Regions from separate parts of the Mus musculus genome. Here regions 1, 2, 3, 5, 6 and 7 are each linked to region 4. Evidence: chromatin contacts called from public promoter capture Hi-C data. All regions are on one chromosome and are shown on one strand. The core of a region is the stretch at or near the end of the contact, and the rest is flanking DNA. Distances in the headings are between cores, read along the strand shown.

Region 1 (3,277 bases), core at 637-3,136, 1.6 Mb before region 4:
TCAATCCGAATCCTTAACTCAAGAAGTTGGCCCGCCGGGTCTAAAGCCACCCACCCCAGCCAGTGCCCCTGGGTGGAGTGACAAGTCATCACTAGACTTTGGGCAGAGGGACAGCATTCCAAGTCCCTGAAGAACAGGTTGGCATAGGTCCCAACTCAGAAGCAAAATCTCTGCTGGGGAGACCACCCCCGTGCGCTGTCCATAGCCCTGTGCGGCACCCATCTGTGCCCCAGGGACAGAGCTGAACACAGCACTGGGCTGCCCTTCCTCACCTGCCTCATGACGCACCATGGGCTCCTGGCTCGTGTCCTGCAGCACATCCGCCAGCACAGGGATGGCCCGTGCGTCCCTCATCTGGCCCAGGCAGTAGGCCAGCTCGTGCTTCAGAAGAGCAGAGCTGTCCTCAAAGCCCCGGCTGATCCACGAGATAGCATCAGGGCCACCAAGCCCCCGAAGTGTAAACAGGGCCCGGAAGCGGGCCTGCAGGGGCTGCTTGGGGTCCACCAAGGTCTTCCCTATGGCCTCTATCTCTTGCTCCGTTACCATGGCAACGGCCTCCCCAGCACGTGATCTGCAAGGCCGGATTCTAGGCAGTAGAAACCTACGGTAGAAAAAGGAGAAGGGGAAATCTCAAGCTAGGGCACACACCTGCATATCTGCCATTCCAGCCCCGGGATGCTGAGGCAGGAGGACCCCTGAGCTCCAGGCCACAGAACTTTCTCCACATCCATCCAAGTGCTGGGATTAAAGGCATGCGCCACCACCACCTGGCCAGACTTTTTCAGGATAGCTTAGATGAGGGATCTAGAAACTGTCAGTTGCAAAATGGATCTCACCCCTGCCTCCCACACCACCTTACTGGAGGTTCTCATGTAGCCCTGTGGGATACACTTTATCCGTCCCCTCCTCCCTCCGGACTTCTCCCTGCTCCTGCCTTTGCACAACTTGTACCCTCTGCATGGCCCCATAGATGCAGGACAACACTCCCACACAGGTGTTTTCTTTCACGGATGAATTAACACGGAAACAGACATCGTCCAGTATAAGAGGACCGGCCCCTGTCAGCCATTAGACATACAGCAGATGCATACATAACAAACTGGACTAGCAGGCTGTGGCAAGCTGGAAGGCCTTCTGGGCTCTGATGTCACCCAGCGTCCCCGAGTTTAATGAGGCAGGTATGGCTGCCTCACCAGTGATGCCCATCAGCCTACAGTCACACCTTGAAAATGGAATTCATCAACACACATGAAGCAGGTCTACGGGAGCTGGCAGCAGCTGTGTGGCAGTGAGACCCACATCCCGATTTACCCCGAGCAACAACAGGGGAGACCAAGGATCTCGTGGGTCCAAGAGTGCCCATTCGAGGTATGGGGCCTCCCGCTTAATTCAAAAAGGCTCCAGGCTGGGCAGAGGCTGAAGCAGGAAGATAACCGGTCCCAGGAGATCCTGTTTCCAAATACTTAAGCTGAGAGGTCAAGCGCGGGCCGGCCTGCACGTGAGCCCCGCATAGGCGGCCAACCTGTCAGCTAAGCACGGGGTAGGAGGAGGCCATTCGTAGCCACACAGTGGGTTGGAGGCTAGCCTGGGCTACATGATATCCTGTGTGACGTCAAATACTGAAGGAAAAGGGTCCAATTCCCCGTAGGACCCCCTCAAGGGAAATCCCAGCGCTCCCGGGAGCAGCGAGTACCTCAAAGCGGAAGTCCCCCGAAGGGGGGGCACTTCTGGCACTGCTCACCGTGTTTTCGTCTACAGGGACTCGTCAATAAGCTCCGTATACTCGGGACAGATGGAGAGAGTCGCTGCGACAGCTCCAAGAACAGGTCCGCGGACGCATCTCGCGCGACGTCCTCTGGACGCCGCCATCTTGATGGCCACGTGACCATGCTGGGCGGAACCATCGTCGCGACTAGGGGTGACCACACCCGGAACGATGCGGCAGCGACGCCCCAGGACTGTCCTAAGAGCCGGAGAAGCAACTTCCGGTCTTCCTCCGGAAGAAGAGTTTCCGACCGTCTCTCCCATAGAGAAAAGAAAATGGTTTGATCCCATTCACAGCACAACCGGGCCGGCCGTGCATAGCGCATGCGCAGTGTATAGTGGGCGTGGCTATGTTCTACAGGGCGCGGCCAATGGTCTCTGGGACCAAAACAGAGGAAAAGAAATGGGAGATAAAATAGGCGTTACGAGCAATCTCAGCAGTGAGGGCACTTGCAGTCAATTTGAGAATGAGTTCGATTCTGGGGATCAACAGGATATACGGCAGTGACATGACCATAAAGTCGAAGTTTAAATTTTTAAATATGCCGGGCGTTGGTGGCGCACGCCTTTAATCCCAGCACTCAGGAGGCAGAGGCAGGTGGATTTCTGAGTTCGAGGCCAGCCTGGTCTACAGAGTGAGTTCCAGGACAGCCAGGGCTACACAGAGAAACCCTGTCTCGGGGAGAAAAAAAAAAAAAAAGCCGGGCGTGGTGGCGCACACCTTTAATCCCAGCACTCGGGAGGCAGAGGCAGGCGGATTTTTGAGTTCAAGGCCAGCCTGGTCTACAAAGTGAGCTCCAGGACAGCCAGGACTATACAGAGAAACCCTGTCTCGAAAAAACAAAACAAATGTATATATGTGTGTGTGTGTAAATGTCATGAAGTTCATTACTTTTTTGGTTTAAAGATTTATTTATTTATTTTTAAAGATGTACTTATAATATATAAGTACACCGGTTGTGAGTCACCATGTGGTTGCTGGGAATTGAACTCAGAACCTCTGGAAGAGCAGTCGGTACTCTTAACCACTGATCTCTCCAGCCTCCTCATTACTTTTTTTTTTTTTTTTTTTTTTGAGACAGGGTTTCTCTGTATAGCCCTGGCTGTCCTGCAACTCACTTTGTAGACCAGGCTGGCCTCAAACTCAGAAATCCGCCTGCCTCTGCCTCTCGAGTGCTGGGATTAAAGGCCTGTGCCACCACGCCTGGCTTCCTCATTACTTTTTTAATGATTTATGTACATTGGTGTTTTGCCTGGATGTGTGTCTATGTTAGGGCGACAGATCCTCTGGAACTGGAGTCAGAGTTGTGAGTCACCATGTGGGTGCTGAGAACTGAACCTGGGTCCTCCGGAAGAGCAGTCAGTACACTCAACCACCAAGCATGTCTCCAGCCTCCATGAAGTCCGTTATTACATAATTATGTAAATTTAATTTATGGTAATAACAATTTTTAAAGTAAAAATAAAATTAAGACAAAAATACACTATTTTTCAGAATGCTACCAGGAAGCCT
Region 2 (3,120 bases), core at 510-3,009, 1.7 Mb before region 4:
AGGGAAGGGAAGGGAAGGGAAGGGAAGGGAAGAAAGAAAGAAAGAAAGAAAGAAAGAAAGAAAGAAAGAAAGAAAGAAAGAAAGAAAGTGGGCTGGAGAGATGGCTCAGTGGTTAAGAGCACCGACTGCTCTTCCGAAGGCCCTGAGTTCAAATCCCAGCAGCCACATGGTGGCTCACAACCATCTGTAATGATAACTGAATCTCTTCTGGGGTGTCTGAAGACAGCTATGGTGTACTTACATATAATAAATAAATAAATCTTTAAAAAAAAAGAAAGAAAGAAAGTCTATTAGTAGAAAAAAACAGAGAACAGGTTCCTATTAGCAGTTGATACAATGTTTTCACGGAAGTACAGGGAACTTACCACCCAGTACACACCCCTGTAAACATTCAGACAGGGTCTCACTTTGTGGCACAGGCTGGCCCAGGACTCACAGGCTCCACTTGCTGGAACCCCCACAGAGGGCAATGGTGGGGGCCACAGGAGGCATCAGAGCGAGGCTTTGGTCCCCACTGTGTTGTCCCAAGGGCCTTGTGTCTGGCCCCAAAAGGACCAAGCAGGGTGCTGCCTCTCCAGCTTCTGCAAGCCCAGGCCAGTTCTGATGCACCCCCCCCCCCCCCCCCGCCATCAACCCCACCCAACCCCCAGCTTGCTCCCTATCAACCACAGTACAAGTCTCAGTGGGCGGGGAAGCTCCCTCTGGCCTCAGTGACCCCACCCCGCCCCTATCACACTTCCCATCTCCTGCAATAGGAATCAACAGTCAACTGAAGTCAGCGTGGAGCAGGCGTGGGCCTGCCAACCTGTCGATGTCCGTCTGCCACCAACCTGGAGCAGGGGAGGACGAAGGCTAGGAAGTTGTGTTTCCGGGGTCTAACACCCTCTCTGAACCAGATCAGTTGCATGACAAGAGGCTCCCAGGCTACGCTTATCTCCCCAGGCTAGAGATACACGAGCCAGAAGGATCTAGAACTTTCACTCTGTGTAGCCTGGGGTCTGAGGGGCTCAGCCCAGTGATTCAGCTCCCAGAGTCCTTTAGTGTCTGTCACCTTTACTCTCCTGACTCCCTATTAAAGCTACGCCCCCAGCCCTTCGATGGCTGTGCAGCACTTTTAGAACTTGTCGCCATCTGTTTGGTTTGGGATTTAGGTGGAAGGCAGAGGGTAATCCACAGAATTGGTTCTCCGTCCCATCATATGAGCCCCAGGGATGACTCTGGTCAGGCTACAGCACAAGTTTCTTCACCCGCTGAAACAGCTCTCCGTCACCCAACTTTACAAAAAAAGTTCTGTTTTGTCCTCTGTGGAGCAAAATAGAAGCCTTCCTGGTATACAGTAGGCATTCCATAAATGCATCAGTCCCTCTCTCACTGATTCTTCTGCTTCTTGCTAATCTCTCTGGGACTCAAGGGGCCAGACATGACCCTCTGCTTCCTCCATGGGTCTTGGGGAAGTCCCTGCCTTTACTCCATGCCTTAGTCTCCTCAGCTGTCAAACTAGTGAGTGTGTGCTGAGGAAGGCCAGACAGACACGGAAGCACAGACTTCCCTCCCGCCTCAGCAGTTCTGAAATCAGCCCTGAGCAATAGCTGTGCCCACTGGTCGCTTCCTATTTGGCCCAGAGGAGGGGGCAGCTGGGGCCAGCAGTGTCAGAAGCCCAGGGGTGAGGCCACTCTCTTAGGGAAGGAGGAAGGAGGGTCAAGTTAGACACCTCGAGGACTGTGCTCCCAGAAGGCAGCCACCCCTCCCTCCTCATCTGCTGGAGCTTCCACCACCGACCTGTCTGGCGGGCAGGGCCAGGTCTGGGCAAGTTGGAGGGGGCGGGAAGCAGCACCCAGGTCCCCGCCCTGTTTCCAGCACCCAGGCCTCTTGAAGCCCTTGCCTGGGCTCCCACAGGCCCTAGGCAGGGACACGGAGGGCCCTGGGGTGACCTCCACCCCCACCTCCACTCCATCCGGAGAAGAAAGAGTCCCACAGTTGGGCTCTGCAGGCCCTGTGATGTCACCTGGTGGTCTGTGAAGCGCCCACCATGGCCCGGTCCCTGACTTGGGGCTGCTGTCCCTGGTGCCTGACAGAGGAGGAGAAGACTGCCGCCAGAATCGACCAGGAGATCAACAGGATTTTGTTGGAACAGAAAAAACAAGAGCGCGAGGAATTGAAACTCCTGCTGTTGGGTGAGTGTGGAATGCAGCACAGGGGCCGAGAGCGGGCGGGGCCAACGACTCCGGAGGCAGCAGGGACTCGCTTGCCGACCCATTTTCTAGATGGGGAGAGCAAAGCTTCAAGAAGCTGAGTCTCTCATTCGCGGCTGAGTCGTGCATCTGGCTGCGGGGAGGTGGCCCTGGCGGGTGCTACCACATAAACACACCTGTATGTGTCACGGGAAGGGAATGAAGGTGAGCTTCAGGCTGGCTCAGGGAGGGCCTAAGTCTCTTCCTCCGACTGCCTGAGCCAGGGCTCCAAGCTGCTGGTCATGGTCACCAAGCGCTTTGTTCTGGGCTTATGAGCATCAGTGGATTCATTCATTCACTCATTCACTAAAAATTCTAAACTCTCGAACTGACCAAAATGCTTCACTTGTTTCAATCAAATCCTTCATTCCTTCAAAATCCTTTATTCCTTGGGACACTGAGGCCAGAAGGTTGTGAATTAGAGGCCAGACTAGACCATGTGAGACATTGTATCGGAAATTGATAAAAGTGGGGAGGGGCAGAACAGGAACTGGGGCTCAGCAGGCAGGAAGATCCCTGAGCATCAGGGAGAGCTTGGTTTCCATCCCAAGGCCACATGAGCCAGGCACGGGAGGTACGATTGTGTCACCAAGCATTGCGGAGACAGAGGCAGGAACATCATGGGATCAGGGTCACACTGAGCTACAAGAGTTTGAGGCTAGCCTGGGCCAAAAGACTCCCTGTTTTAGAACTAAAAGCTAGGCATAGTTTTTCACACTGGTAATCCTAGCACTTGGATAACTGAGATATCAGAATTGCCATGAGTTCAAAACCACCTGAGCTACATACTGAGACCCAGTCTGATGATGATGATGATGGTGGTGATGATGATGGTGGGGGGGGTGATGGTGATGATGATCCCATCAAAGAATCACATGTTCTTTGAGGA
Region 3 (3,153 bases), core at 262-2,761, 1.8 Mb after region 4:
ATGCAGGAGTTATAACCCCCCTACAATCCAGTAAAACATTTTTTCTTTTTTTTCTTTAGGTTTATTTATTATGTATACTGTGTGTATGGCCTGCCTGTATGTATGCCTACAGACCCGAAGAGGGCACCAGATCCCATTACAGATGATTGTGAGCTACCATGTGGTTGTCAGGACTAGAACTCAGGACTTCTGGAAAAGCAGCCAGTGCTCTTAACCTCTGAGCCATATCTCCAGCCAAAACACCTCCCCACTCCCCACCAACAAAAGCCCTGTTATGTTCTTAGAATTTGAGTTAAACGGACCGCCCCTTCCTTCTTTCCTTTATTCCTTTTATCCCTGTTCTTGGTTTCTTTGTATAGCCTTGGCTGTCCTGAAATTTGCTCTATCGACCAAACTGACCTTCAAAGATCTGCCTGTCTCTGCTTCCTGAATGCTGGGATTAAAAGCGTGTGTCACCACTGCCAGACAATAAAAATAGCTCTTAAAGAATTTAGCAAAACCAGGCAAAAATCAACAAACTGTCAGGGTCAGATGGGGTACCCTCATCTCTGCAGGACAGCCCTACCATGGCAGCCCAGATCCAGCGCTCTGGACTGTGGGTAGCTTTCCTTGAGAGTCCTGGATCTGACCATTGCTCCACCAGCTTCGAATCCCTCTAACCAATCCTGAGGGGCTGGTTCCCCACTTTGTGCTCAGGCAAAGGCCACTCGCCTGAACCAGGAGCTGTGAGAGTTGAGAGAAGCGGCAGGTTTAGCAAATCACCCTGAAGTAAAAATGCTACGCTAAGTGTTTCTCTTTCCAAATCCCCAACTACATTCAGCAGTCGCGATGGGACGAATCGTGGCTATCGTCTCAGATACAACTGCAGCTTTCCTATGTTTTCTTTTGCTCTCTTTCTCCCTTTCTCCCTTTCTTTCTTTCTCTTTTTCTTTCTCTCTTTCTTTCTTTCTTTCTTTCTTTCTCTCTCTCTTTCCTTCTTTCTTTCTTTCTTTCTTTCTTTCTTTCTTTCTTTCTTTCTTTCTTTCTTTCTCCTTTTTTTGTTTGTTTGGCTTTTTTCCTTTTCCTTTTTTTTTTTAACTTCGGCTCGAAGGAGACTGTTGCAAGCCTAAATCAACTCAAGGAGCGGCTTAGGAATTCTCACCCAAGCCACACCTGCATCCCCGGATGCTGGCCAAGTGGGATTTAAAATGCCCGTGAGACTTGGCTACAGGTTTCCTTTAACAGCGCCTGGACAGATGTAAAATCAGCTTGCTGTAGCATGAACTCCACTTGCCCAGAAACTTCAGTCAGGCTCAGGTTGTGAACTTCATTTGGTGAGGACGTTGATCCTAGCTGCTGGGTACCTGGGGAGTTCGGTGGCGGGCCTGGGGAACCAGGGTTCCGGAACCGCTGCGCAGACATTTGTAGACTGGCGTGCGCTCCGCCTTTCTTAGCGCAGCTACCTTCTCCAGCAGCCACTAGAGGGGCGACCAGGTCCCCGAGCCTGTCAGTCAAACGTTATACTGGGGGCGGAGCCGGGGCGGGGCGGGACAAACCGGGTACACAGGCAGGCGCACGGGGCGGGGACAGGCGACAGCGGCGCGGAACGCAGAGCGGCGGGAGAGGAGCTTGGGCTCCTGGTCTCCGCTGCCGCCATGGCTACCGTGGACCTGGAGAAACTGCGGATGTCGGGGGCTGGCAAGGCCATTGGAGTGCTGACCAGCGGCGGTGATGCGCAAGGTGATGGGACGCGGGGGCGTGTTTAGGGATGGATCTGGGGTTTCTGCCTGTCCTCGGAACCCTTCGGGCTTGTCCACTGCCCCTCGCCTAGGGATCTGGGGTGTACTTGGCCAGCCAATCTCCTGTGGAGCACCGTGGCTTCAGGTCCCTGTCCCCAAGCTCCGCCCCGGGTAGCTGGCGTACGTGCTGCAGGCCACGGGCCTTGGCACGCCCCGCCCTCGCGCTGCCTAGGTCCGCCCGGTTTGGGGGTGTGTCCGCGCAGCACGCAGACTTAGGGCACCGGGCTATTCCTTTCTAGGCCACACGTGTCAGGACCTCTAAGAGAAGCACAGCCGGCCAAGTTTCACAGGCCGGAATTTGAAAGGATCAGGGACCCTGTACCCTCCCCCGTGCAGCCTGTGATTCCTACCTTCTCTGTACTGGGATGGGGTGAGACTGAGGCAGGCTTGCCCACACGCCTTTGCCTGGGCTGCTTCCTGTCCCTTGGATGGAGACTTAAGTGGAGAACAGAGGGCGTGGAGCGGGGGTATTTTTTTACCGGTGTAACAGGGCAAGCACCACAGGGCTAATAGTTGAGGGTGCACAGCCTCTTCTCGGCCTGGTAAGGCTAGGGAAAAGTCTGGGCTTGGGAGGATCTGCCCTCTTCTCAGCCCCTCTCTTGGTGGCCTGGTTCCAGGCTGACTGCTGATGTGCGAAGTCTGTGGCTCTAGTTGGGTCCGGCTGAAAAGAAATACTACCCAGTTGGGGGCTGAGGAAGACACGTGGAGCTTCAAGGGGCTTGGCTTCCCTGAGCACTGCAGTTGAGCTTCGCCATTTCCTTCCAAACATTTCAGGAAATACAGACACACATGCTCCTAAGCGGGGTTCCTGACTGCCCAGCCCTTACCTAAGAGATCGGTAGGAACAACACAGGATAGATACATCTTACAAGCATGATTGCAAGTCCAGGAAGGCAGGAAAAAATGTCACTCTGACTCCCATAATGCTGGAAATCTCAAATCTCTGTTGGGTCCCCTGGGCCTGGTCTAGGCTGGCAGTCAGCATACCCTTTTTCAGGGCTGTTTCAGCTTGTACATCCCAGTGCTGTCACTGAGACTGGGCCGGGGACCTGTGGAAGAATCACCCATGGTAGTGGACCACAAGAGAGGCCCTGACTAGGCCCACATCACCCATTAGATAGGCATTTCAGTGAGGCCAGCAGAGTCCTGAGTCCCATTTGTAGGGCTCCTGCCTCTGGCAGGCATAGATAGGCTATCCACCTCAGGCTCCTGTCTGAGCAAGGGAGGCCCCAGTGTCTGAGGGATGGTAATATTGAGTGGTCTCTGCGCGAGGACTTCTGCTGCCTTCTGTGAGAGGCAGCTGCCAGGCCAGGGCCACCAGGGTGACAGACATTTGTTTTGGAGGCTGGTGGAGGAACCAGAGACAGGAGGCCCT
Region 4 (3,454 bases), core at 657-3,156:
AGCTTGGCAGTTGGCAGTTGAGGTGAGTGCAAGATGGTTTCACAACCATTCATCAAAGCAGAAGGAAACAGAGAAGCAACAGGGCTCCTGCGTCTGCAGCCTGAACTTTTCCTGCACTTGCTGTGCGATTTTTTTCCCCCCTGAGACACAGTTTCTCTGTGTAGCCCTGGCTGTCCTGGAACTCACTCTATAGACCTGATTGGCCTTGAACTCACAGAGATCTGCCTGCCTCTGCCTTAGAGCTAGGACTAAAGGCACGCGCCCACCCTGCATCACACACCTTCCCACTCTCTGTCGTCATCCCCGCTGATTTCTCTTTATATCGCTGTCTTCATCTCTGTTTCTGTCTCCCTCTCATTTATTTTATTTGTTATTTTCTGAGTGTTTTTCTGTGTGTATATACCACATGCATGCAGTACCCACAGGAGCCAGAAGTGGGGACAGATCCACTGCCACTATGTGAGTGCTATCAACCAAACCCAGGTCCTTTGGAAGAGTAGCCAGTGCTCTAAACTGCTAAGCCTTCTCCCCAGACCTGCTTTCTGTTTGTTTGTTTGCTTGCTTGCTTGCTTTTTGTTTGGCAAGGACTCACTCTGTAAAACAGGCTGGCTTTAATCTCAGAGACCCATCTGCCAGTGTCTCCAGAGAGCTGGAGTTAAAGGTATGCATCCTCTTCAGGCTTGGCTTTCTTTCTGTCCTTATCTCTGTCTTTGTCTTCCCCTCCCTCTCTGTCTCATTCCACCTTCACCTGTTTCTGTTACTCTCTTATGTTCCTCTGGCCCTGGCTCTCTGGGGTCTCTCCCTCCTTCCCCTCCTGCTCTGTGTCTGGTCACTACTACCTTCCTGAGCCCTGGCTCCCTCAAAGGCCAATGGTGCAGAGCTTCCCCCTGCATCCTCAGTGGGGGATGGAGTGACCCTTTTGGGAGGTTGTTGCTAAGACAACAGTGCCTTCTCCTGCAGGATGCCCTTGCTGACCCTGAGCCCTCTCCCCTTCCTGAGCTGTCTGGGACCACTGTGCACCCTGAGTTCACCCAAGCCCCTCTCTGCTCTTAGGTACCTACCATTTGCATCAGCCCTGGGGTGGGTCCTACAGGCCAACTAGGGCATAGCCTGTAGCAGACTTAATTAAAGCTGCAGCATCTGCTAACAAGCATGGACCAGTACAAGCCCAGCCAGTGTGTGCTCTGGGCTCCATCTCACAACCTAGGGGAAGCTTATGTTCCCACCTTACGTGGGTCCATGGTAGACAACACCTGTGGCCTTAGCACTTGGAGGATAGAGGAGGGAGAGGCAGGCAGGCGTTCAGGGCTATTCTCAGCTGGATAGCTAGTTCAAGAGCGTATTGAATTAGAGGCCAGATAACTGAACTTTCTCTCCCAAAGGTCCCCACCACGAGGAAACCCAAGCCCAGCACATATCCTGATGGGTGGTCTCTGGACTCCAGACCTTAGGGTCACTCTCTGCTATGTCCCCAGTTCTTCCAAGGAAGTATGGTATACAGTAGGACCTCAGTAAAAGCAATAAAGTCAGCCCAACTCAGAGCCCTCCCCAAAGAACTAGCTTTATGGTCCTCACTGACCTCAGGTTCATGATGGGGAAACTGAGGTCAAGGGTCAAGGTGCTTGCTCCTGGGCTACCTGGCTGGGGACAGACAGATAAGCAGAGTTGGTGCTTCCAGGATGACTGTCCCCTGAGAAGGTCTGAATGCGTTCAGTGGCCAGATAATCTAGTAGGAAGGTACAAGGGGAGTTTGAGCTCACAAACCAATCTTGTTTCTAAACTTCTGGGTTTTCATGAGCAGCACAGTTGGAGACAAGAAACAGTAACGTGGCCTCCCCTGATTTCCAGAAGTGCCTGCTCCACCTTCTGACCACAGACCACAGACCCGGAACAACTTTCTGGACTGAACCGTTGGGTGCCTCCTGCACCTGCAGACCTCACCAGAAAGATGCCATCCTCTACAGCTATGGTGCCTGGGACAAGAGGAGGCTGGCACTGTCTGGTGCTGACTACAGCAGCTGCCCTGACCCAGCTCATGTGGCTCCCTGGTGAGAACTCCAAATGGCCATTAGACCCTACCCAAGGTGACCAGGCTCCCACACAGGATGCACGTGTACTCTTGCTCAGGCAGGAGGCTATGGGGTGGGGGTGGGGCAGCCAGTAGGGACTTCAGCCACCTCAGGTACAAGATCGTGGAGACTGGGCTTCCTAGCTTTTGTTTTGTTTTGTTTTTATTTTTGTGTGTATTAGTGTTTTGCCTGTATGTTTGCATGCCTGCAGTACCTGGAGGAACCAGAAGGTGGCATCAGATCCCCTGGAATTTACAGTCGGTTCCAACAATCATGTAGATGCTGGCATTAGAATCTAAGTCCTCAGTAAGACCAGCCAGGGGTTTTAAATAACGAGCCATTTCTCCAAGCCTCCTATTTTTTAAAAATTACATTTATTTATTTTGAGAGAGTACATGTAGATAGTGCTTGTCACAACCAGTGGAAAACTTGCAGGGGTCGATTCTGTCCTTCTACCATAGGGGTTCCTGGGATTAAACTCAGATTGTCAAGCTTGGTAGCATGTGCCTTTGCCTGCTGAACCTATCACAGGCCCAAAAGGTCTCCTAGCCTCAGTCTTTAATTATCTATCTATCTATCTATCTATCCATCCATCCATCCATCCATCCATCCATGTCTGTCTATCTGTTTGCTTTCAAGACAGGGTTTCTCTGTGTAGCCCTGGCTGTACTGGAACTCACTTTGTAGACCAGGCTGGTCTCGAACTCAGAAATCTGCCTGCCTTTGCCTCCCAAGCACTGGGATTAAAGGTGTGCCCCACCACTTGGTCCCCTCTATTTCTCTTAAGTAAAGTGGGTTTCTCGTGGTCCAGGCACCTTGAAATAGCTGGGCAGCTGAAAAGGGAATCACCTTGAATTCCTGATCCTCCTGCCTCCACTTCCAGAGTTCTGAAACAGCAGGCCTGCACTGCTACACCATGCTTATGTGGTGCTGAGGGTGCCTGGGACTGGCTTTGTCTGTCTGTCTCATCTCTGTCTCTGTCTCTGTCTCTGTCTCTGTCTCTGTCTCTGTCTCTGTCTCTGTCTCTGTCTGTCTGTCTGTCTGTCTCTCTCTCTCTCACACACACACACACACTCACTCTTAGGCGAGGTCTCATCATGTAGCCCTGGCTGGCCTGTAACTCTCCATGTAGACCAGGCTGACTCTGAACCCACAGAGATCCTCCTGCCTTTGCTTCCTGGATGCCTCCCTCTAGGTTTGCCCCTTCCTCTCAGCCCAGCCTCCACCCCTACTCCCTGCCAGGGCTGTGCTCCATTGCCCTTGATTTACCTGTCCTGTCCTTGTCTCTCACATTGCCCCACCTCTTCCAGGTTGCTGTGGGTCCTACATTGTTGGAGGCCATGAGGTAACGCCACATTCCCGGCCCTATATGGCCTCTGTGAGCT
Region 5 (3,530 bases), core at 149-2,648, 1.8 Mb after region 4:
AGCATGCAACTTAATAGAGCAGAGTCACTGCACCGGTGACCACATGCACGTTATCTGGCCTGTGACCTGCCTCGCCATTCACTGTTTTGGAGGAGAAACAGCCCCCTCCACCTCCACCTCCACCTCCACCTCCACCTCCACCTCCACCTCCACCTCCACCTCCACCTCCACCTCCACCTCCACCTCCACCTCCACCTCCACCTATGGCATTATTCCTAACAACATTTCATACAAGTGCTGTCCCTGCAAACAGTGTTTTTTTTTTTTTTTGGTTTTTGGTTTTTGGAGACAGGGTTTCTCTGTATAGCCCTGGCTGTCCTGGAGCTCACTCTGTAGACCAGGCTGGCCTCGAACTCAGAAATCCGCCTGCCTCTGCCTCCCGAGTGCTGGGATTAGAGGTATGCACCACCACGCCCAGCGCAAATAGTGCATCTTTACCATGGCTCCATCCAGACTGGGGTGGCTGGATGGGAAGATGTGAGGCGTGGTGAGCATCAGCAGGCTGGTTGCCTCATTTGGGGAGGGGAAGCCACAGGGCGGCTGTAGAAGGACCTTCAACAGTACATGCTGAATCAGGGTCTGCACGGAGGACCTAGTCCTGGGGAGGAAATGAGGAAGGAAGCTGCTGGCCAGGCATGACTTCCTGGGCAGATCCCCCACAATTTACATCAGAGGTCATACATACACCAATCCTCTTCATGTTCTTGGCACTGAAGCCAATGGCTCAGGGGTTCTGTTGGGCATTGCAGACTGGTGTTGGGAACGGAGAGGAAAGAGTGTGATTCAGGGATGAAGGAAGTGTCAGTCGTCTTCCCAGGAGTCAATACAGCCCTCATCACGCTCAGGAACCAGGCACAACACATTCAGGGTAACTGGGGATAGGGTGGGCATCTTTGAAACCAGCCCTGTTGCAGGCTCAATTTAGGATCCATCCTACTGGTTCTTTCTGTCTCCTCTGTTGTGTGACACACTTGGAGGGACCCTGAGGCTGCCCCAGTCTTTAGGTCCCCTTGGGAATTGTCTTTGGCTTTGGGTGCTCCTGTGAGGAGCACAGCTAATGTGAGGGTAGCTGTAAGGGACTTTTAGCAGGAGGGTACTGAGGCAGGAGTGAGGCGGCTACTTAAGTCCGCTCAGGTCCAACAGGGGCGCCCTGGCTCTTTATACCAGGCTGCCTCCTTCGAGGTTCAGGGCTTGAAGACAAGGCATATACAAATCTTTTCCTACACTTTGTGGAGGATCTGATTCCCGGGGCCGCAAGTGCCTTTCTAGGTGTCCCGAAGAGGCTGACCCGCAAGTGGAGCATCTCAGGAGGCCCAGCACATGCTTGGCTCCACGTTCTTAGTTAGTTGCGGCTGCCAAGCAATCAGGCTGAGTGACGCAGAGTGCGGGGCGGGCCATTCAGGCTGCGCCTAGCGATGAGATGCGGGTGAGAGCGGCTGTCCTGCGCAGCTGCGCGTGTGACGCTGGGGTGCGCGGCCTCTGAGCAGGTACCCGGCGCTGGTCAAGGGGCGCTGACCCAGTATCTGGAGAGGAAATGGGGGTTCAGTTGGGGGATGGGAACGCTGATTGCAGGGGCTCATGCGGGGAGGGGAGCGGGTTGCAGTGTCCTTTGAGTGTGACAGAAGTGTAAAGATTAAGTCTTCGACCTGGGTGCAGGCATGAGCTAGAATGCGACTGCTTTCTGGTGCAGAGAGTTCAGCCTGGGGTGGGGGGGGTGGGGGGGAGGGTGTTCCCTGGAGTAGAGGTGTAAGTTGGGGGTGTTGAGGGAGTGCAGGGTTTGAGCTGCATCTAGGTACAGGCTCTGGAGCTGGTACAGGGGCACAGACTCAATGTCAGCCAGTGTGACCTGTGCCCACGCGCTATAGCTCTCAGCTCCCGCTCTTCTCTGGACCCTCACAGAGGACTGAGGGCATTAGCTTCTGTGCCCTTTCCTGTGGTTAGCTGTTTATAAAATCTGAACTGCTTTCCAGACCAGTATGTCCAGGATGCCTGGGAGCAAGCAGAGAGCTACTGGGAAGCCTGAGAGATGCAGAATTTTTCAGTGAGTGAGGTAAAGAAGGTGCCACATGCCCCAGCCCCCAGCCAGGGCTCATAAGCCCTCCCTCCCAATAAAGTAAGTCCCGTATGTTTGCTGGTACTTTTGTGTGCCGGGGTGGGTGTGGTGGCCAGAAACACGCTGGTCCAGGAGTCTTGAGGGTAACTAGCTACTTGGAAGATGTGCCCAGAGCCCAGTCGGATTTGGCTATCTTCTATCCATTCCTAACCGGGCTCTCTCAGCAGGGGCTGGATTCAGTTGCTTGAGGCTGTAGCGGAGGGTGTACCACTCCTCCTCCTCACATCTGAGCCCTTTCCTGTCTCTACCAGTGTGTGTGTATAGAGCTCAGGTCTGGAGGCTCATCCCACATGGGGGCCTTGCTCTGTTCCAGCCTGCTGTCTTCTACAGGTAGTTCTGATGACCCAGATGAATACATTTACAGATGTCATGTTGTACCCAGGGTGTAGGCTCTGCCAAGTCCTCTCTATCTGTCTGTCCATTCATTCTTTGCCCTTTGGAGTACTCTGAACACACACACACACACACACACACACACACACACACACACACACACACCCATAGGTGTCAGTGACTGGGGAACCCCACTGAGGGCATTGTCAGTCTTCCTGACTCCATCTATGGCCTTTTACTCTTTTTGGACAGAGGATGGGGGGAGAAAGAAGCTGAGCCAAGGTCACAGTGTGGCCTAAGAGCAGTGGTGGCTTCAGGTGGGAGAGCATCTCAGGGTGGTTTGCAGCTGGCTTTCGAGGACATCTGCAGAGACTCAGTGATTGTGCTGAGACAGGAGCTGTCTGAATGTGAATCTGGATTCAAATACCTCGGAGTCCTTAGGACAGGCCAAGCCTTCAGACAGGCATACTGTGTACTCACGCCTAGCATCTGGAGGGCAGGCTATCTCAGGAGCTGCCTTTAATATAGGTCTCTCCACACCAACTGCTGTATTAGCTTCCTTTCTTCTGTTGTCAAGTGGGCTTCTCTGTTTCTCTGTAGATGGGAGGCTACTGAGTGTACAAGACTAAGTCTCTGAAAAGTTGCACAGGGACAAGCAATGTCCTGGACTCTTGCAGCTTTGCAAGGGGCTGGTCTAGTATTTAGTCTCACAGCCCTGGGGTTATGCCTGGGGAAAAAACAGCAGATAGAGGGGCCAGAGCATCTCTCTGAAGCCAAAATCTGTTGCCACAGTTCAGCCCCAAGAGCCCTGGAGAGATCAGGGAGGAGGGCTGATCAGCGAGTGGGCAGAGGAACAGCTTTGGGAACTGGTGTCGGAGAAGTGGTGTTCATCGCAGGGAGGGACTGAGGTGTGCGGTTGGGTTTTGCCCCCTGGCAACCCCTCCTGTTTGCCTGTTGGAGCAGTGGGGTGAGGGGCTACTGTTATCAGAGAACAGTGTTAGGGGGTATGTCTCAGGCCCAGGGAAGCCCTATGGAAATGAATACCTTTGGTTTCCTTGGAATTTTTTTGTTTGTTTGTTTGTAG
Region 6 (3,417 bases), core at 137-2,636, 1.8 Mb before region 4:
AAACAAAAAAAAGAGATTTATTTATTTAATATATGTGAGTGCTCTATAAGTCAGAAGAGGGCTTCAGATCGCATTATAGATGGTTGTGAGCCACCGTGTGGTTGCTGGGAATTGAGCCTGGATCCTCTAGAAGATCAGCCAGTGCTCTTAACTGCTGAGCCATCTCTCCAGTCCCTTAAATACTTTTCAATGAAGGAAAAGTTGCTGTGACAGAGGCCTAATTGAGTTGCAATCACTTGTTCATGTGTGGTATGTGGGTGCAAGAGGACACTTCTTGGGAATTAGAACACATTCTCACCTTCTACTGTGTGGGTCGCAGGGATCAAACTCAAGCTGAGCAGCAATGGGCTTTACCCACTAAGCCCTCTCACAGCCCTTTCTGTTTTACACCTGCTTGTACTATGGAAACCAGGCTGGCCCCAAACTCACCGTCACTGCCCCTGCCTCCGAGTCCAAAGTGGTGACTGTGGTTTAATTTCACATCCCCCATCTGTGGCTGGAGTGGACGTAGGAGTGAGGCTAGGGAGGTCCAGAGAGTCCACTCTAACCCAGGCCATCCTCAGCTTACTCCAGGATCCTCCATCCAGGGCCAGGGATGGGGGCTGAGCCTTGCAGGGAGCTCAGGGTTCTGCTTCACTTCCTGTCCTTGAATATGGGGGTCTGGGCTTGTGTGGCTTTGTGCCCGATGTCTTTCCTTTCTCTCTCATTTGAGACAGTCTCCTGTACTCCAAGCTAACCTGGAATTTGCTATCTAACTCAGGACGACCTCGAACTCCTAACCCTCCTACTTTTACCTCCCCAGTGCTGGGATAATGAAGGTGTCTTCAAGTGGTGCTGGGGGTAGGGCCCAGGGCACATGCGGGCCAGCCAGGATGAATCCTGATTCTCCTGTTTCAGTAAGATTTAAAAGAAAAGTGTGTGTGGGGTGTGTGTGTGTGTGTACGTGCAAGAGTGAGTTGTGAGTTCGTGGTCCACCCTGTGGATCCCAGGGATCGAGTTCGGATCAAACGTCTAGGCCGCAATCACCTTCACCTGCTGATCCGTCTCGAATGCCCCAAATAATCAGACTTTTCACCAAACACTCTGAAATTCTCCCAGCTCCCGAATCGCCACACCTGGAACGCGAGGGTTAAGCCGAAGCAGGAACTCCGTGATTGACAGCACGGCCACAAACTGAGCAATGAGCATTCTGGCTCGCAGCCCACGTGGGCTCGCCGCCTTCTGATTGGTCAGGGCCTGCAGGGGCGGTTCGCTGAGTCCGGGGCCCACGTGCACCGTGGCCTGGGCCCTGATACACGCTTCCCTCGGTGGGTGCAGGGGGCGTGGTGTGTGGGTGTGGCCTAGTAGGGCGTGGCCTAGGCTGGAGGGGCGGGGTGAGAGGGGTCAAATGGCCCGGGGCCCAGCAGGAGGGGCTTCCTCCTGGCCTGACCCTGGCTGACCTCAGAGGCTTCCTCTGGGATCCCTGGGGCCTCCCTAACCTCAGAGGTGGTGCGTGAGGGCAGCCCGCTTCCTGCGGGCGGGTCGGGAGAAGAGGGAGCCCGAGGGAGGGGTGTGGACCCTCACAAAACCGACTTCAGCGGGGAGTTTACCTAGGTTGAGTGATTTGGGAGTGAACCAAGTGTCGTTTCTCTTGTCTCCTTTATTCTTTTTTGAAAAATGTTTTAAGTGTGTGCCTGAGCGTATATATTTGCACCACATGCAGGCTTAACTAGTACGCCTGGAAAACTTTTTTTGTTTTGGTTTGTTTTGGTTTTTTGGCTTATTGGTTCCTGGCTGTCCTGGAACTCACTTTGTAGACCAGGCTGGCCTCGAACTCAGAAATCTGCCTGCTTCTGCCTCCTAAATGCTGGGATTAAAGGCGTGTGCCCGGCCTGCCTGGCAAACGGTCCACGACTAGCCACATTTCTGGCTGATCCCGCTAGGGAGTTGGAGGTGCCTGGTTCTCTATTCTTGGTATCTGAAGAGATACTAATGAGGCCCTTAGCTGGGGGTGTGTGTCTGAAACCTTAGTAGTAGTAGTAAAGCCGGGTCTTGGGGAAAGGGAGCGCAGAAGACATGGGGATGGGGAAGGGGCTTCCTCCCCAGCTGGGTCCAGATGATGAAGAGGCTACGGGGATGGGGGTGGGAGTCGGCTTTTCTGCCTTCTAAAAACCTATACCTGTTCTTATAGGACTTAATCAGATTTGTGACCTCAAGAATCTTCTAGATGACTTCCCACAGACAGAGCAGTGACACCTTTGGTGGAATTTTGGTGAGAGAGAAATGGTGGTGAGGGGCACAGTTAGCTTCCTCTCTTCCTACTGTGTTTGGGGTTTTGGAGACTAGTTCTCTCTGCCCCCCCCACCCCCACCCCGCACCGGGAGCTCATGCAATCCTGCCTACCTAGCTAAGATGAAAGGCCTGCACCCCAGCCTGAGCCCCTCAGTGCCTGCACCTGTGACCCCTGACAGCGCAGGTGAAAACCCCCATAGACCAGACCGGGCCCACATTTTCCCAATGTCAATCAAGTGGTGATTATTAACACTAGGTGTTCACCTGGTGTGGTCAGGGCTGAGCCTCTCCTAGCAAGTGGCTCTTTAGTTCCATGTGTTAACACTATATTGGGATTAAAGATCGTTGCCCAGCTTTAATCCACACTTGGGAGGCTGAGGCAGGTGGATCTTTTAGTTCAAGGACAGCCAGCTCTAGGTAATTCCAGAACAATCGGCTACATAGACCCTTTGGGGGAGGAGTTATATCTCCTCCCTCCTCCTTTCCCCTTCTTTTCCTTCCTTGTTTCTCTAAAAGTTAAGGTAATATCAGAAGTCTGTGTACTAAATTGACTGTAGGGCAGTGGTTCTCAACCTGTGGGTCGTGACCCTTTGGTGGTTCCATACCCTGAATGTCAGCTTTTTGCATTCATAACGCTAGTAATGTTACGGTTATAGGAACAAAAGTAATGTTTTGGTTGGAGGTCACCACAACATGAGGAACTGTACTAAAGGGTCGCAGCATTAGGAAGATTGGGAACCACTGTTCCAGAGCCTAGAAGATTCTACCATGCTCTGCCACACCTAAAGAGATCCAGGGCTGGAAGCTAGACATGACTCCACACCTGGGACTTCAGGGAGATGCAGGCTTTATAGTTTTGACCTTTGACCTTTCCAGCCTTCCACCTTATCCAGTCGGTATTTGTCCATCGTGAACCAGCTTCCGGAGGAGTTCAGCAGGTGAGGGTTTCTCTCAGGGCCCCACATCTGCAGGACGGATCCTTGTCCCCAAAGAACCAGCTGTGCCTGGACAGTGGGAAGTCAGCCTAGTTTCCAGTGAAATGTTGTTTGGGTTTGTTTTTAAGCCCGGGTGTTGTTTTTTGTAGTGGTGCAGGCTGAGACAGGAGGATGGCAAGTTCTAAGCCACCAAACCTGTCTTCAAACGATT
Region 7 (3,497 bases), core at 188-2,687, 1.6 Mb before region 4:
ATCCCATGAAATCCCCAAACCCAGTGTCACCTGGGGACCTGAGCCGTTGTGCCCCTCTCTGCTGCCACTCCAAACCAGAAGACCCTGGGAGGCACTGGCAGGGACCTGGGCCTCTCACCCTGTGACACTCTTAACTGCGTTGACTCTGATTGCATTGCCACCCTTTGTCTGTGTGTGCGCCTTCTGTAACCCCTCCCCGTGGGTGTCAGCTCACCCTGTCCCTAGCCAGCTGCCTTGTCTGCCTCTTCCTGGCTGCCTCTAAGCTTCCTGGGCCTCCCTGTCTTCATACCCCATCTCCACTGCCCCTTGCCTGGGGATTCCCAGTGTGGTGGCTGTGGCCTATGGTGTGTGCACGTGTGTATATATGTATTTGTGACACCTTGGGGTCGGTCTCCTGTGTTTTGTTGCCTTGCCCCAAAACTGCTGATGGCTGGAGAAGCCCCTGGGACACAGTCACTATGGGGTTGGCTGCCTGCAGGCCTGTGGGAGTCATAGCCTTGTGAGCTAAGTGGGTTCTGCACTTAACAGGAGTTTAAGGTTCAGGGCCACCTGCTGCTGTTGACATCTGTACCCAAAAGCAAAATGCCTTTAGATGTGCACTAGTGTCACAGGCCCTTGTGACCTCCTGTTGGTGGAAATCCTGCTGGGCGTGTTCCATATGCAGGGGTAGGTGCAGCCTGCCTTCTGATTCCTGGCTGACCTTCTTGGTGTGTGTGGTTCAGAAGGCACCTGCCCTGGACAGAGCAGCCAGCTGTGACTGTGAAGGCCATGAATGGGAAGGGCTGGTATACAGGTCAGGGTGCAGGTGAGTCAGAGAGTAAGGACCAAAGCCTACAGAGCCAGAACTGCAAGCAGGGAGGGCCTGTGGCTTGGGCTCCCACCCCACAGCAGTGTCCTGGGTAAGTTGGCCAGGACCCTGACTGGAGCAAGCTTAGCATGTTGGTGACCAGAGAGGGGGAGGTGATGTCTGGTGAGAAAACAGGAACCCAAGTGGAGCGCCGCCTATACAGACTGTAAAGGGTTGACTGAGCTATGAGATTGGTTGTTGCTGTTTATTGTCATGAGATACACAGGATGCACTAGCAGAATGAGCAGGCCCTGGGCTCTGCATGTTCAGCGATGCCACCAGTGATCCCAGAGCATTCTCCCCAACCCAAGACTTAGGTATCCACTTCCTTCTGTGGATCTCTAGATCATGGCCCATACTTTGTGGCCTTTGTCACTGTGCCCTTACTTGGATGTGTCTTGAGGACAGAGATGGGGTGGAGACCCACGCTCTAGAGGGCATGACCTCCCGCTGTGGGGCAGGGAGGGGGGAGGGAACACTTTGGGTCCCAGCCCCGCACCAGGAAGTAAGCTGAGGTCTTAGACTGTGGCTGCCCGCTTCCCTGTTGCTGGGATACCTTTGTCCCTGTCAACAATGGCCCCAGGGCCTTGGTGACTAGAGCCTCTGGGCAGGCAGGGCCAGACATGGAAAACGTGAGGCGGGAGGCTACTCGGCCCTCTGTTCCCTCAGGCACCCTTGAACTCTACTTCCCCGACCATCTCTACCGGTGGGTTCCTGCCCTTGGTCCCTTTCTTCACCCAGACCCCAGATCCCCTACCCCTACCAGCAGCTCAGGTGGCTGGGATGGAGGTATGCAAGGGTTGTAAGTTAGGCATTTGCACACACCCACTCCCAAGCAGACAGGTGCTGCCACTCATACTCCCAAGCAGAGGGGTCTATTGATTCTCCTGTCTACAGGTGCTGCAGTGGCAGCCATGTGCCTGAATGCCCTCCCTTTTTAGATTCTTGTGTGTATCCCGAGCTGTTCATAAGCCCACAGAGATCCTCCTGCCTTGGCACACTTAGTGTCGCCACCCACACCTAGCAGAAAAGTCCCATTTCATAGGTCTGCTCACACTTGGGCCTTCCATGGTGCTGATGACAGGCCACCTCACGTGGGTCCCTTGCAAGCCCCACTCCTGCAGCCTGCATGGCCTCCCATGCATGCACCATCTGTGGGGAGTTACAGGCTAGGCACACCCTTGGTCCCTCCTTCCCCCAACAGCCATAAGTGGCTCAAGGCTGAGGCAGGATTGCTGCCAGGTCAACACTGACAACTGCCTCAAACAGGGCCATTCTCGGCTACAAGATATAGACTGCAGGTGGGAAAGTGCACAGAGGAGATGGGTAGAAGGGGATGACTCTCACCCAGCACCTTGGCAAAGAGTTGGGACAGGAAAGCTGGCTGGGACCAGCAGGACGCCCTGGCTCAGTCCCCACCCTCCCTCAGCAATGACTACGTGTCCCTGGAGGGGCCCCGTTGGGCGCCGGCCATCAAACAAGCCGTGCGCTGGAAATTCACGCCCATGGGACGGGATGCGGCCGGCCAGGTGTGGTTCACCGGCCTGACCAACTCAGAACCTGGTGATGCCTGGTACAAGCTGCCCCGTGCTCTTGACACTCCGTACCGCGAGGCCCACACGCGTTGGCACGGCTGCTTTCAGAGTCGCCAGCGTGGCCTGCCGCCCGGTGAGTATCCCACCTCCGGTCGTGCACACCCGTGGGTCTCAAACTGACACCCTCCCTTCCGTGCCTCCCCGCAGCCTACACACAGCACTTGCGGGAGATGGCCTTCTGGGACCCCGCGATAACCGCGCAGTATCTCAACTCAGGCCCGCGCTGGGGGTGCATGCAGTGGAGGGACAGGCAAATCCGTGGCAAGGAGTTCGGTGAGCTGAGGGGATGCGGACAGGAGGGGGCCGGGGGTAGTACTGCACGTGGGTCACTCCACTCTCGGAGGCAGAGATAGGGGGATTTTTGGTCCCGGAGGCAGCCTGGGCTAGCTAGTGTCAAAAGAAAACAATATTAAAAAAAAAAAAAAACGAAAAAATAAGGAGGGCTAGGCCAGCAATGGGCAGAGGTGCGGGAGCGCAGGATGGGCGTGGCCTGGTGGGCTCGGTCAGCATAAGGATTTGGGAGCCCCCCCCCCACCCCCGGCCCCGCAGCTGCAGAGCTCGTCCGGTCCTGTCCGCAGTGGTCACCAGGAACCAGTTCGGGGCAAAGCTGCCCTGGCGGTCCGACTATGTGCCGCTCCTGTCGCTGCCACAGCGGCCGCGCTTCACCGCGCAGGACTTCAGACAGCGGGGCCTGCAGCGGCCCTGCCCGGCCATCGGCCAGCCTCCTCCGGCTTTCACACCCGCGCTCTGATAAAGCCGTGCTACCGACCCGTGTGTCCGTGTCCCCGTAAGCCAGGTGATCTCTCCCACGTGCAGCCCGGGCATGTGTCCCCTACAGCCTCCCGGTAGGCTGGTGCATCCCTGTCAAAAGTGGGGCGAGGCACAACGGGCCCCTAGGGCTCACTCAGCAAGCTTGGCCGGGTACACCCACCCGCAGGCCGTGCCCTCTGATCCTGAGCAGGTTGGGGAGGGGGCAGGGTGTCTGCCTGGTCCTTCATAACGTCGCCCTGGGGAGCCAGAGGTCAAGGCCGGTCTCGCGGGTCCCCTGTAATAAG

Evidence for each region. Promoter capture Hi-C pulls out the DNA fragments that hold promoters and counts their contacts.
Region 1: a promoter capture Hi-C map of neutrophils shows a contact between it and region 4, with 10 times the contacts expected there. The contact joins the promoter of Dohh here to the promoter of Prss57 in region 4. A contact is called at or near these places in 5 of 39 promoter capture datasets (the C10 cell line, cranial neural crest, hippocampal neurons and 2 more), 1 of 484 Hi-C or Micro-C datasets (B cells), 2 of 115 datasets of contacts at active chromatin or transcription factors (astrocytes and embryonic stem cells) and 2 of 9 other capture datasets (adipose tissue and liver).
Region 2: a contact with region 4 is called in a promoter capture Hi-C map of neutrophils, with 10 times the contacts expected there. The contact joins the promoter of Gna15 here to the promoter of Prss57 in region 4. A contact is called at or near these places in 3 of 39 promoter capture datasets (hippocampal neurons, liver and neutrophils) and 1 of 9 other capture datasets (liver).
Region 3: a contact with region 4 is called in a promoter capture Hi-C map of stem cell-derived epiblast-like cells, with 4 times the contacts expected there. The contact joins the promoter of Pfkl here to the promoter of Prss57 in region 4. A contact is called at or near these places in 4 of 39 promoter capture datasets (cranial neural crest, liver, pre-B cells and 1 more) and 2 of 115 datasets of contacts at active chromatin or transcription factors (embryonic stem cells and microglia).
Region 5: a contact with region 4 is called in a promoter capture Hi-C map of hippocampal neurons, with 4 times the contacts expected there. The contact joins the promoter of Trpm2 here to the promoter of Prss57 in region 4.
Region 6: a promoter capture Hi-C map of liver shows a contact between it and region 4, with 6 times the contacts expected there. The contact joins the promoter of Tle6 here to the promoter of Prss57 in region 4. A contact is called at or near these places in 5 of 39 promoter capture datasets (hippocampal neurons, liver, neutrophils and 1 more), 1 of 115 datasets of contacts at active chromatin or transcription factors (astrocytes) and 1 of 9 other capture datasets (liver).
Region 7: a promoter capture Hi-C map of liver shows a contact between it and region 4, with 7 times the contacts expected there. The contact joins the promoter of 4930404N11Rik here to the promoter of Prss57 in region 4. A contact is called at or near these places in 5 of 39 promoter capture datasets (the C10 cell line, cranial neural crest, hippocampal neurons and 1 more), 1 of 484 Hi-C or Micro-C datasets (B cells), 4 of 115 datasets of contacts at active chromatin or transcription factors (astrocytes, embryonic forebrain, embryonic stem cells and 1 more) and 2 of 9 other capture datasets (adipose tissue and liver).

The regions. Positions count from the first base shown.
Region 1 is chr10:81,383,043-81,386,319 of GRCm38.p6, reverse strand. It overlaps Dohh (deoxyhypusine hydroxylase/monooxygenase), which reads right to left and starts at 1,886. Exons shown (of 5, transcript NM_133964.3): 1 at 1,742-1,886; 2 at 273-601. The coding sequence starts at 546. Gm48551 (predicted gene, 48551) reads right to left here and starts at 1,886. Exons shown (of 6, transcript NR_168929.1): 1 at 1,742-1,886; 2 at 273-601.
Region 2 is chr10:81,522,864-81,525,983 of GRCm38.p6, reverse strand. It overlaps Gna15 (guanine nucleotide binding protein, alpha 15), which reads left to right and starts at 1,759. Exons shown (of 7, transcript NM_010304.3): 1 at 1,759-2,174. The coding sequence starts at 2,030.
Region 3 is chr10:78,008,165-78,011,317 of GRCm38.p6, reverse strand. Pfkl (phosphofructokinase, liver, B-type) reads left to right here and starts at 1,511. Exons shown (of 22, transcript NM_008826.5): 1 at 1,511-1,719. The coding sequence starts at 1,635.
Region 4 is chr10:79,787,437-79,790,890 of GRCm38.p6, reverse strand. It overlaps Prss57 (protease, serine 57), which reads left to right and starts at 1,906. Exons shown (of 5, transcript NM_001042710.1): 1 at 1,906-2,048; 2 at 3,380-3,454. The coding sequence starts at 1,949.
Region 5 is chr10:77,967,740-77,971,269 of GRCm38.p6, reverse strand. Trpm2 (transient receptor potential cation channel, subfamily M, member 2) reads left to right here and starts at 1,398. Exons shown (of 34, transcript NM_138301.2): 1 at 1,398-1,487; 2 at 1,971-2,113.
Region 6 is chr10:81,598,869-81,602,285 of GRCm38.p6, reverse strand. It overlaps Tle6 (transducin-like enhancer of split 6), which reads left to right and starts at 1,386. Exons shown (of 14, transcript NM_053254.2): 1 at 1,386-1,488; 2 at 2,171-2,251; 3 at 3,148-3,209. The coding sequence starts at 2,207. Gm32024 (a long non-coding RNA gene) reads right to left here. Exons shown (of 3, transcript XR_003949022.1): 3 at 2,916-3,275.
Region 7 is chr10:81,363,760-81,367,256 of GRCm38.p6, reverse strand. 4930404N11Rik (RIKEN cDNA 4930404N11 gene) reads left to right here and starts at 1,437. Exons shown (of 4, transcript NM_001014836.3): 1 at 1,437-1,553; 2 at 2,277-2,515; 3 at 2,590-2,715; 4 at 3,021-3,233. The coding sequence starts at 1,471. The coding sequence ends at 3,193. Mfsd12 (major facilitator superfamily domain containing 12) reads right to left here. Exons shown (of 10, transcript NM_028657.4): 10 at 1,032-3,487. The coding sequence ends at 3,465. Fzr1 (fizzy and cell division cycle 20 related 1) reads left to right here. Exons shown (of 14, transcript NM_019757.1): 14 at 1-378.